3 separate regions of the Mus musculus genome follow, and regions 2 and 3 are each linked to region 1. A link is a contact called in public Hi-C data. All regions are on one chromosome and are shown on one strand. Each heading gives the region's core, a stretch centred on a gene start, on an enhancer-like site or on the middle of the called end of the contact. The rest is flanking DNA. Distances are from core to core; before and after follow the strand shown. Region 1 has its middle 120 kb from the start of Gm39075. Region 2 overlaps Xylt1 (xylosyltransferase 1). Region 3 has its middle 4.3 kb from the start of Gm34822.

Region 1 (4,035 bases), core at 1,291-3,790:
AGAAAAGACTGTAAAAGCTATTTAATCCCACCCATTATCAGAGACACAGAGAGAAATTGAGGCAAGGTGGTTAGGTAGTTTGCTTTATCTACAAAGGAGGTTGAAGGCAGAACACAGCTAGGACCCTGGAGTCTCAACCCCTAGCTGTCTCTGCTTGTTTGTCATAGACTTCTCAAGTTTCTCTGTATATAACAGATGTGATTCAAAAGGATCATCAGGTCCACACCACTGTATAATATGGGAGGGTGCATGTCCATGTGCATATGTTTGTGTGATTGATTGTATGTGTGTGGAGGTACACTGCTTACATCTGTGTGATTGTGTGATTGTGTGTGTGTGTTGGTACATGTGCATATGCCTGTGCATACATGCAGATGGTAAAGATTGACCTTGGTTATTGTTCCTCAAGAGTTACCTACTTTAAGTTTTGAGCCCCCCACCCTCACCTGGGGCTCACCGACTCAACTATGCTTACTGGCCAGCAGGCCTCAGAATCTGTCTGTCTTCTCATGTGCATGCCCATGGGCGCTGAGGATCAAGCTCTGGTCGTTGCACAACACAGCAGACACATTACAACCGAGCCATCTTCCCAACCCCCTGGTCCACATGATTATAGCGTCTGCCAATGGTAGACAGAAGGCTAAGCCTGTGTTGTTTCTTTCTGGGAACCCTGAAGCCTCAGAGACTCAGCTCTTTACACTTTTCCCTGTGCTGTGACCCTTTCCAGAACTTGATAGCTCCAGAGGAAGAAGCAGTGCGGTCACCCAGCACTTGCAAAATTCTAAGAAAACCCTGACATGTGGATGGCAAGTCCCACGGTGTTCTCTATCTTCTATGTCAGAATCCACAGGATGCCAAAAGACAAATGCATTTTTCTCTTCCAAATTATTCCTCCTACAAATGCTAAGCATCTCCATCTGGGAGGCATTTAACATGTCGAACAGCTATTGCTGGTCTGTAGGAGGACTCGCCAAGTATCAACTGTTTCCCTGAAATAGCTCCCCTTATTGCTGCAGGAGCCGCCAAGACTCAGCCCAGGCAGGAAGAGGAAAAGAGTATGCAGTGAGGTCTAAAAGTTAGAGGGGAGCGAGTGCAATGGGGCGTTGGTTGGCTTCACACCCCAGCTCTTCTCCCAAAGATGTGTCTCGAGGAAGGCACGTACAGAGGCAATGTGCATGCAGATGGCTGTCACCTGTTTCATCTCACAGATGAAGTTCATCCAGATAGGAACAAGAAAACACACATTTTCTGCTGGACTAATTTAGAACACAAGTCCCATAAAAGATGGCAGTGGTGGAATATGTGAGCTTGGGTAGTACCCAAGACATTGTCTTTACCAGTGTTCTGCTTTCTGACCTGTGCAGTCCAGCCAGTGAAGATGAACAGAGACCCAGGACAGAGACCCATGTTCTCCATCATCACAGATGGTCCCTGGGGATGCTGACTTTTATTTCCATTGCCATGATAAAAATGCCCCAACAAAAGGCAAATTAGGGGAGAAAGGCTTATGCTAACTCATGATTCCAGGTTACAGCCCATTCTAGAAGTCAAGGTGGCAGGAACTTAGAACTGCTAGTCACACCACATCCACAGTCAGAAGTAAAGAGGAACAAACACATTCATGCTGTGAGGTCATAGCTCACTTTCTGAACTCTTACACAGTCTGTGACCCAAACACAGGTGGGCTGGATCTCTCAACATCAGTTAACACAATCAAGGTAATCCCCCACAGACATGGCCACAGGGAGAACTAATTCAGAGCACTCCTCATTGAGATGCTCTTCCCAGTTGATTCTGGATTGTATCAAGTTGACAAAGAAAATTAGCCATCAAATGGAGGTGTGTGACCTCAACTAACCCGAAGTCTAAGTAGGGTGGATTGCTGTAGCAGCTGATGCCATGGGATTTGCAGGAGTTGGAAGAGGTAGAAGTTACTCCTAGGTGTATCGTCAAGTAAGTCACTCATCCTGCTAAGTTAGGATTTGAACACAGGAATATTAGTTGAGAAAACTGTCTCCAGTACAGAGATGAGCTTGACAAAGTTATAAACCTGGCTAGAAGAGAGGCTCATCCTGTCATCATCTCTTCTCTTCAGTCATTGTAAGCGACACACAAGAAAAGAGTGGGTTTGGATGCTCAGAGTCAGGCACTGGACATGCTAAGATGTGTCAGATAGGATGTTGGAGTGCTTTTATGAGGTGGCTGATCAGAAGGGTTAGGTGTAGAATCTGGGATGATAGGACTAATACCTGAAGGACCTTGTGTGACACTGAGGAAGAACAGGGAATGAGCCCTTGACTCAGGCATGAGAGATCAGGGATGATATTGGAGAATGGAAGAGTTCAGTATTGGTGATGAGGAACGCAGGGGCTTTGAGAGGCTCAGAATGTCCTCAGGCTCTGAGACCAGGCTAGAGGCAATGTCCTATTTGGATGTGGCGACAGAGCAGGGGCTGATGAAGGTGTTGAAGGGTGTTTGGTTAGCCTGGGGAGTCCCCTCTGTTTATGCTCCTGTGTGGAGATGACTCACACCCTGCTGGGGTTCTGCTGACAGCCTGTGGTGGGTGGGAAGGTGTAGCTTGGAAAATGTGCAAAGCTCTTGTCTGCCACTTGTTTGTCAGCGTTAACATCCAAGTTTGTGCTGTTGTTCTGCTTTCCTCAGTGTGTTGGCTTTGGTTGCTGATGCCTTAGTCAAGAGCAAAAAGCTGGCTTATATATGTTAGATGCTCACTGGTAAGGTGTGTGGGTATGAGAGGGACTGAGACAGATAGACAGACAGACAAACAGACAGACAGACAGTGACAGATTCCCTGTGGAGTTTGTGTTAGATTACAGTGGTTGTCTAGGTATATTATCATAACTGATTCTTTACATAAACTAATTCTAGTCTATTGACCTCTTCTTCTGCTTGAATGATAACTAATTGGCTAGAAAGATAACATTTCAAACATTTTTTTTTATGTGTCATGTGAAGTGGAAACTTAAGTTGGTTTTTTTTTTTTTTTTTTTTGTAAAGTCGGTTGGGTGGTGGTTTGCTGAGGCAAACGAGTGAAGGAACATTGAGCTGAAGTGGACACAGGTGAAAGGATGTTCTGCTAAAGCTAAACCTTTCTTCACGAGTCTGCCGCAGCCTTTCACCTGTGTCCACTTCAGCTCAATGTTCCTTCACTCGTTTGCCCCAGCAAAACACCACTGAACCGACTTCACAAAGAGCCCTAAGTTTCCACTTCAATCATGTGTATGTTTGTGAGTGTATACATGCAACAACATGTATGTGGATGTCAGAGGACAATTTGCAGGAGTTGGTTCTCTCCTTCCACCATGTGGAAGATCAACTTCAGGGCATCAGGCTTGGTGGCAAGGGCTCTTACCCTCTGAGCCACCTTGCCAGCCTCAGCAAGATAATCTTTGGAATATTTTTTCTGTGTAAGACATATATTTAATTTGTGCATATGTTTGTGTATGGGTGCTTGTGAAGTACAGGTGCATATGTGTGGGCACTAGAGACTTCAGAGCCCAGACAACAATGTCCATATTGTTCCTCGGGCAATTAGCCATCATTTCTGCTTTGAAACAGGGTTTCTGACTGAACCTGGAGTCTAGGCTGCCTGAACAGCAAACCTTAGGTGCCCATCTGTCTCTTCCATCTTCCAAGCCCTAGGATAACCCACATGTGCTCCCTTGCCTGGTTTCTGATATAGGTTCTGGATCCCAAACTCAAGTCCTCATACTTCTTAGAAAGGACCATACCCACTGAACCATCTCTCCAGTTCCAATTTTCCTATGCAATACACATATTTATGTATGATTGGCATCAGTGAGCAACCTACCAAACACCTATCTCGAGTAGATTTATTAAAAAGAAGAAAACATATTTCAAGTTCCTTTGAATTTTAGGTATTGAATAAAATCTTGTGCATCATTGGGGGATAAATGCTCATTTATATTGTTCTTTCCGTTTTGCATTTTTATGTGGTTGAGTGGTACCATGTTTATTTTATTCTACATATCCATAAAGACCAATTTCACACCCAGT
Region 2 (3,886 bases), core at 1,297-3,796, 550 kb after region 1:
AAAGGTGACAAAGTGGAAGGAGGAAAGCCAAGGGATTTGCCACCCAGCTACCCAGCTGGTGTGAGGAATAGAGGATGTGGGATGTGCCGCATCACTGCAGTCCAGAGCAGAATGCTTTGAAGAAGACAAAGTTGGATCCCTATGCTGCAGTGGTACGGGTTGCTGGGCTCTGTTTCCAAGCTTCCGATAGGTTGCTCCAAAGCCAGGGCTCCATCCTTATTCAGAAGGAACACACTAAATTTAGAGTGCTATTTGTAAAACTAGAGACCCAAGAAAAACCCAGTCTCACTGAGCGTTGCTTGGAATGGCGTACAGGGTGATGTCCATTCACACTTGCATTCAATGCAAGAGTTTGGGGGTTTTGAGTCAAAGCACACAGCATGGCTTTGGCACAGGGGGATGCTGGTTTAGTGGAAACTTTTGAGTGGGAGTCGCAATCTGGTCAAGAGTTCCATGTCTTCTGTTTACCATCTGTGTAACGTGAGTCCTAGGTGACTTGGAGCCTCAGCCTCCTCATGGGAGAAATGGGTATGCACAACCACCCAAGCAAGATCCTAGACTTTCCTAAGACTCTGTTCTGAAGATTTATTCTCTTGTTTCAGGTTGGCACTGACTGGGATGCCAAGGAGAGGCTGTTCCGGAACTTTGGTGGTCTTTTGGGGCCCATGGATGAGCCGGTGGGGATGCAGAAATGGGGAAAGGGGCCCAATGTGACCGTGACTGTTATTTGGGTGGATCCTGTCAACGTCATTGCAGCCACCTATGATATCCTGATTGAGTCCACTGCGGAATTCACACACTACAAGCCCCCTTTGAATCTGCCTCTGAGGCCTGGGGTCTGGACAGTGAAGATTCTCCATCACTGGGTGCCAGTGGCAGAGACCAAATTCCTTGTGGCACCTTTGACCTTTTCCAACAAGCAGCCCATCAAACCAGGTGAGTGCTCTCAGGGTCCCTGAGGAGGAGAGGGTCCATCCCATGGAGCCCTGGGACCCCATGCCCAACATGACACATGAGGCTGCCTTGCAGAGAGCAAAGCTTCCCCAATTGGGTTTTTTCCCTACTTGTTTACCCTATAGAGCTGGCTCATTTCCTCCTTGTACACAGAGGCAGTGCCATCTGTGTGGGTGTTTATCAGCTGCTGGCCCACTGGACTGCCACAAGGCTCTGTTCATATTTAAGACAAGCTGGGTACTAATCCTAGACACACACTGAGTTTTAACATGGCTTCTTGGCTGTTTGGAAAATGATAATTACTGATGCAATTCTGCTCATAGAATATGTGATACCCTAAGTAAAAAGGACAAACCGTACACTGGTGGAAGATGTTTGCTCCCCAAAATATACTAAAAAATAATCCCATAAATAAGAGTTTGGCAAACTATGAGCCCCAGTTAACTATGGGCATTTCTGGTCTTTATTTTTAAAAAAAATCTTACAGGGAACATGGCCATGGGCACTTGTGGACACAGTACCTATGTCTGCTTTGGGCTTTAGTGGCAGACTCCAACAGTCAGGACAGAGACTGACTCAGAAATGCTGTCTCAGAAATCAAAACCATTTAGCCCCTGAAGACGATGAGTGCCATTGGCAGCTATAACAGAGAGAGAAATAAGGAAGAAAAAATGAGAACAAAATAAAGAGGAAAAAATGAATTTCCCACATATGTATAATTTAAAGCAAAAGTAACAACAAAAAACCTCACCCTCATTAATAATGAGAGGCAATAATGAAAATTACAAGCAAAAAGAGGTTCCAGAATGGGAAATAAATGTGTGCCTGTGATGGTCAGTCAGTGCCACAGGGCAGGTCAGAGATGCATGGACATCTATCCAAGGCTCCTGAGGGCTCAGTATATAGGCTGCGTTTGTGGGACAGGTGACGCCCTTCTCCTCATAGTGCATACACACACCTACCACAGAAATCCCACATTCAGGAGTAGGCCTGTGGAAGAGACAGAGGCAGGAATTGTAGCAGAATTGTTCATAGCACACAAAACCACAAACAAGCTACAAGTTGCCCACTCAAAAGCACAGTGTGTGGTCGGTGTGCACAGTCGCGTCCTGTGTCCTAGAGACAGCAATCAAGATCAGTGCCATGCAACTGGAAAACACGCTGGATGAGGAAAACTGATCACAGAATAAGCCATGCTTAGGATTACTTCATTTAAGGTTCAAAACCAGGAAAAAGTCAACAATATCTTAACTATTTCGGGATCCACATGGGAGCAGGAAGCTAAGAGAACGAAGGAGGCTGCTGGCCTTTGCTTCCTGTGAGCACAGAGTCCAGAGAGACAGAGACCGAGCCCCTAATGGCTACCTTGTTTTTATTCCAGATTTACACTTGGGTTTCTATTTTTTCATAGACTTCCATTTGTCAATAACATCTCTTTTGGCTAAATTCTTGCCCTTCGGGGCTTACCACTTCGGCCAGCCTGCCTGAGCACTTCTTTCTAACACCTTTGACGGTGTTAAACCATAAGCACAAGCCTGTGTCCTAAGCACAGAGCCAGACTTTGGATGCTGTGGTACATTCTGTACCAAGCAGGCTTTTGTAGCCTTCTAAGTCGGTGCATGGAAGCTGCCAGCTAGAGAAATTCCACCATTCAAACCACAGGCTGTTCCTTTCTGGACACAGTACCTTCTGTTGTTTGATGATGGCTTTGTGGCAGAAAGTGCTAAAAGGAAGATTCTGGAAAATAAAACTGTATGTTCCCACTCCCAGACAGACTCATAGAAACAGGATTCCTGAGTTTCCTAGTACAACCACCCCTTGGTGCCTATGGAGAATTGGTTCCAGGGTCTTTCTTGATTATAAAAACTGCAGGTGTATTAGTTCCTTAAGAGCATGGCATTTGCATATGCCATTCTCCCTTTCACTGTAAATCATTTCTAAATGGCTCATGATGCCTAATACAATATGAATGCATACACACAGCTGTGGTACGTTGCTTAAGAGATGATGACGATAAAAGCTACGTAGACCTGACCAGCATGCACAGTTTTCCCCAGGAACTGCCCTGAGTTACAGAGAGTATCTGGACTGTCCGTCTGCATGTTACACAACACAAGCCCAGGAGCTAGATACACATGACAGTCCTGCTAAGTGGGAAGCATTCCCACTTGGCAGATACCAAGTGCCATACTGATAACACATCCCAGGAAGACACAGATGTGGGATGGGTGCCTACAGTCCTGGAAAAAAAGGTCTTGGCTTGAATCCTGGCAGCTTCTGCTGAGTCTTTGTGCTGAACAAGCAAATACCTAGACACCTGGTGTCTTCTTAAAGTCTGGGCCTCTGCTCCAGAATTAGCCAAGACACAGCCCACCTACTTAGTATCTTCAAGTGTCCCTTCACGAGCATCTTTTCACATCCTTAAAGACCTAAAAGGCAAGTGTGAAGAAGAGGGACTGGAGCCACACATCCTCCCTGTGTCAGGTACAGCTCTGGGACAGGACAAAGGATGCTCTAAATCCACCCACCCCACAAAAGGAGTGCAGGATCCTGCTGGTGGTCGTGATCTCTCCAATATTTTCTCCTGTGATTTCCAAGAAGGTGGGAGCTGCTCCCAGCATCCCCAGAAAGACCTTGGGTCAGAAGTACTCTAGGGAAGCAGGTCCCCTGTTGGCAGTAATTGTATTTGTTAATGAGACAAGGAACACTGAGGTGGGAGTAATGCAATTTGTGAAATGATTCATCTTGAGTAATTTACTATTGATGCGTCCCTGGTAATCTAAGAAGTCTGATGAGGTGGAATTGAGGAAAATTTAATTATGGAGGCAAGCATCCGAGCTGATGCCGTGGTGCTGTTTCCCACATTAACCTCTTTTCTCATAAAGTGCTATGGCTTTTTTTTTTTTCTGTATCAGCCACAGTATTTTGCTCC
Region 3 (3,621 bases), core at 1,102-3,601, 750 kb after region 1:
GCCATAGCAAACGTCTGCAAAGTGGTGAAGAGAGACCAACCCAGAGGAAGACCGGCCCTTCTCTGTAGCATCATCAGAGCCCAGATAAAGAATGGCCAGACATGGCTGTTGCAACCAGATGGCCACAGCTTATTCAATCAGGCGCACCCAGACTGGGGGTCAGCCTCAGTGCCAATTGCCATAGTGTTGGGGTTTTATAGGAGGTTGTTTATAAGCACCGCCCAAATAGTACTGCTGAGCACTGACAGTAGGGGAGTGGCCCTGTCAAAATGTGCATGTTGCAGCCATATCCCAGGATCTCAGATTCTGACTATCTGAGATCCGTCTTTGAAGGGGACAGTAGTTCAAACAGGAGTGAGTTTCAATTTCTTCCCAGAAGAAGAAATTTTAAAACAGATTCACAGTGACCATGTGGAGACAGAGAGAAGACACCAGCTAGAAGCCAAAGACAGAAGGAAGCAATCCAGTTGATGCTTTGATCTCAGCCTTCCAGTTTCCAGGGTGAGACAGTACATTGCTGTAGGACCCATCTGGTGTGGGTACTTTCTCTGACTCCCATGGGCACCCCACACAACATAACACAACACAACACACAGAGAGTTGTCTTCCATGGCAGTTGATCTTCACGGTCAACACTAGAAAGCACACCTCGGGGTATATCCAAGCAAGTGTGTTCTGAGATGTTTACCTGAGGAGGAAAGGGCCACGTGCGGCAGCATCCCATAGGAAGAACATCAGAGTTCATCTCCCTGCTCGGTGACTCTGGATGCTGTGTGTCCAGCTGCCCTAAGGCCCTGCTGCCAAGACTCCCTGCCACGAGGCACTGTACTCTTGAACTGTGAGCCAATATACACCTTTCCTCTCTTAGTCTGCTTCTTGTCTGGTATTTTTGTCACAGCAACAAGAAAGTTACTAATCCATGCTCCAACCAGAAAGTGATCTGGGTGCAAAGAGCTCCTTCCCCTTGGAAAGAGGTCTCACTAACTTCGCCATCCCTAAATCCGAGTGTCTGAGGACAGAGCTCCAGTTTCTCTGCCTGAAGTTTCACTTTGAAATTCAGCAAGAATACAAAATTAAAACTGTCTTTCCTTAGGTGCTCATGGCCATCCATAATGCCGTCCTCTAGGACACCCTACAAAATAGACTTGGATGCTACAGATGAAGGGCAGGTCTAGTGAAAAAGGCAAGGGCAAAAGCCACCCTTGGAACTTAGGTGCCATGCAGGGTTTAACCTTAGGCCTACACTCTTAGAAACTGGAGAGCTGTGGCCTCTCTCTCTCTCTCTCTCTCTCTCTCTCTCTCTCTCTCTCTCTCTCTCTCTCTCTCTCTCTCTCTCTCTCTCTTTCTCTCTGACATTCTCATGTGTGTGTTCCAGAAAAGATACCTTTAAAAGCTGCACTCTGACCCCAAATCAACCATCAAAGACTAAAGACATTGTTCTCCAACTGTAGCTGCAGGGCCCACTCTGTGTTTGCATCAATCTTTGATATATAAAGGTAGGTGTGAGTGTGGTTATATGTGTGTGTGTGTGTGTGTGTGTGTGTGTGTATGCTGTGTATGTAGTATACGTGGTGTGATATATTGCCAGTCCTTGCATGGCTCCAAGGACAGACCTAACTGGGGAAACAAAGAAATAAAGAGATGATAAATACACACAGACAGACAGACAGACAGACAGACAGATACACAGAAGTAGCTGGGCTCTGGAGTCAGGTGGTGAAGGTCCTTGGATGGAGAAACTGCTACACCCCATGAGCTCAGTACTTTTATTACATAGAGTTGAACAGAGAGTTGGGGTTACTACATTCAGCAGAACAAGGCAATTACATACTGATGAAGAAGGAGTGGGGAGGTTATGGTGTGTGCCAGATCAAGAAAGAGGTTCAGCTAATCTCAGTGGGAGCAGCCTCTGTAGGAGTCTTCAGACTGTCAACATCATGGAGGAGTGAGCTGTGGTGAGCATTTTCTGTACACACTATCAACATTTGCTCTTAGATGCAAGGAAGTCTTTGCTAATTTCCCACAGGTCTGAGGCTTTGGAGTCCCTGACAAGGCTATGCCCATATCAATAGCACACATTCACTCAGGGACTCAGTCGGGGGGGGGGGGTTTCTTTACTTTCGCCATGTGTGGTATGGTATGTGTGTGTGTGTACCTGCTGGAGTAGATGCTCCCCTAAGTCCCCCTCTAGCTAGTGAGGTTCTCAGCCTTGGCTCCAGCTTCTTCTCCTCCATATCACTTGAGAGAAGGATATCTGGGTCATGTCTGATTTCATTGCTGGTGACTCAACAACCCTCCAGCGCCTTGGCATTGCTGTCAGCGTGTCTAACTCTGAGTGAGACTGAGTGTGCTCAGACACCTGCTCCATGGAGCCTCTCTGACTCTCTCACACACCACACACCACCCCAACTCTCCCTCTGCAACTGTCTCCTCCTTACGTCTCACTTGGCACATCACCACCATGGCTCATCCTCAGCTTAGGCAATAGATCCAGTAAACCCTCCCAAGCCCACAGATAAGCGTTGTGTTCCTTCATGCCCTGCCCGCCTCTCCCCACCCCCCAACATGTCATGTCCTCATCTTTCAAGCTTGATAACAGAATGTGCGTTCTTCTCCATAGCCACAGAATTTCTGGCTATACTACTGTGAACAGCCACCTCTCCATGGTACTTCACTACCAGGGTGGTTGCATCAGCCACCACCGCAGCTGCTGTCCCAGCAGAAGTGGAAGCTGAAAGGGCATGCTGGTTCCTTTTGTAGAATTGTACACACCACTTCCTGCACATACTAGACATGGACACATATACCCATCAGCCCAGGCATGGACACATCCCACACTTTGCTTCAAGGACAGCTGAGAAGCACTATCTCCAATCTACACACTATGTTCTCCACTTTACATGGAAAGATAATTTTACTGTGTGAGACAAAAGGAACTGGGTGAAGAGGGAAAACTAGTAGTCCCTTATTTAGCATCCTCAGGTATCCATGGCAACCTTTCCTCTGACCCAACCTGTACTCTGTTTCATGTTTCACAGGAGTCTTTGGCATTCAATGTAGCAGCAAGAGGGAACCGCACTCCATTCCCCAGCTTCTATGCCCCATTGGGTTATGGCAGGAGCTATCAGATAGCAATGCTGTCCATCTTTCTTCCAAGCCTCGCTGTCCTTCTGTACCTTCCCCTCTCCCTACTTTCTCTGACCTCTCATAACTTGCAATAAGAGATGCATCAGGACTAATAAAAATATTTTCAACCCCGATCCAGCAGGCCTGAGTTTGACTCTCTTACCAGCCATGTGGCTATAAAGAATTTCCCCAGCCTGCCTCTTTGTTTTCTCCTCTGCGGAACTGGGATGATCAGATGCAATGAGATTGTCCTATGGACTAATGGCTGCATTGGAAGAGCTTTGTAAACTGCAAGCACTGCAAGCTCCTGGCATCCCTTCATGGCTGAGACCACACCACTGCCTTCCGCACAGATAGTCAGTAAGAGGAGTTTATTAAAAAGGCCTTCGTTACAGAGCTAAGCCATATGCTCTTCAGGGAATCAATATGTTAAGCCACCCCTGCATAACCAGACAGGCTATAAATAAAATCAGATTCAAGGACTGTCCGGGATAT

Evidence for each region. A called contact is a pair of places that touch in the nucleus more often than the background predicts.
Region 2: a Hi-C map of cerebral cortex shows a contact between it and region 1, with 3 times the contacts expected there. The contact joins two enhancer-like sites.
Region 3: a Hi-C map of cerebral cortex shows a contact between it and region 1, with 5 times the contacts expected there. The contact joins two enhancer-like sites. A contact is called at or near these places in 1 of 484 Hi-C or Micro-C datasets (cerebral cortex), 1 of 115 datasets of contacts at active chromatin or transcription factors (embryonic stem cells) and 1 of 9 other capture datasets (embryonic stem cells).

The regions. Positions count from the first base shown.
Region 1 is chr7:117,106,056-117,110,090 of GRCm38.p6, forward strand. No RefSeq gene overlaps it. Among named protein-coding and RNA genes, the nearest start is that of Gm39075, 120 kb to the right of the region's middle. Within about 2 kb of position 2,541, at least 22 of the 459 cell types and tissues checked have an H3K27ac peak or open chromatin away from gene starts, as enhancers often do. A contact at or near this core is called in cerebral cortex, where this site is marked.
Region 2 is chr7:117,655,810-117,659,695 of GRCm38.p6, forward strand. It overlaps Xylt1 (xylosyltransferase 1), which reads left to right. Exons shown (of 12, transcript NM_175645.3): 11 at 603-936. Among named protein-coding and RNA genes, the nearest start is that of Gm34762, 100 kb to the right of the region's middle. Within about 2 kb of position 2,547, at least 9 of the 459 cell types and tissues checked have an H3K27ac peak or open chromatin away from gene starts, as enhancers often do. A contact at or near this core is called in cerebral cortex, where this site is marked.
Region 3 is chr7:117,853,795-117,857,415 of GRCm38.p6, forward strand. No RefSeq gene overlaps it. Among named protein-coding and RNA genes, the nearest start is that of Gm34822, 4.3 kb to the left of the region's middle. Within about 2 kb of position 2,352, at least 12 of the 459 cell types and tissues checked have an H3K27ac peak or open chromatin away from gene starts, as enhancers often do. A contact at or near this core is called in cerebral cortex, where this site is marked.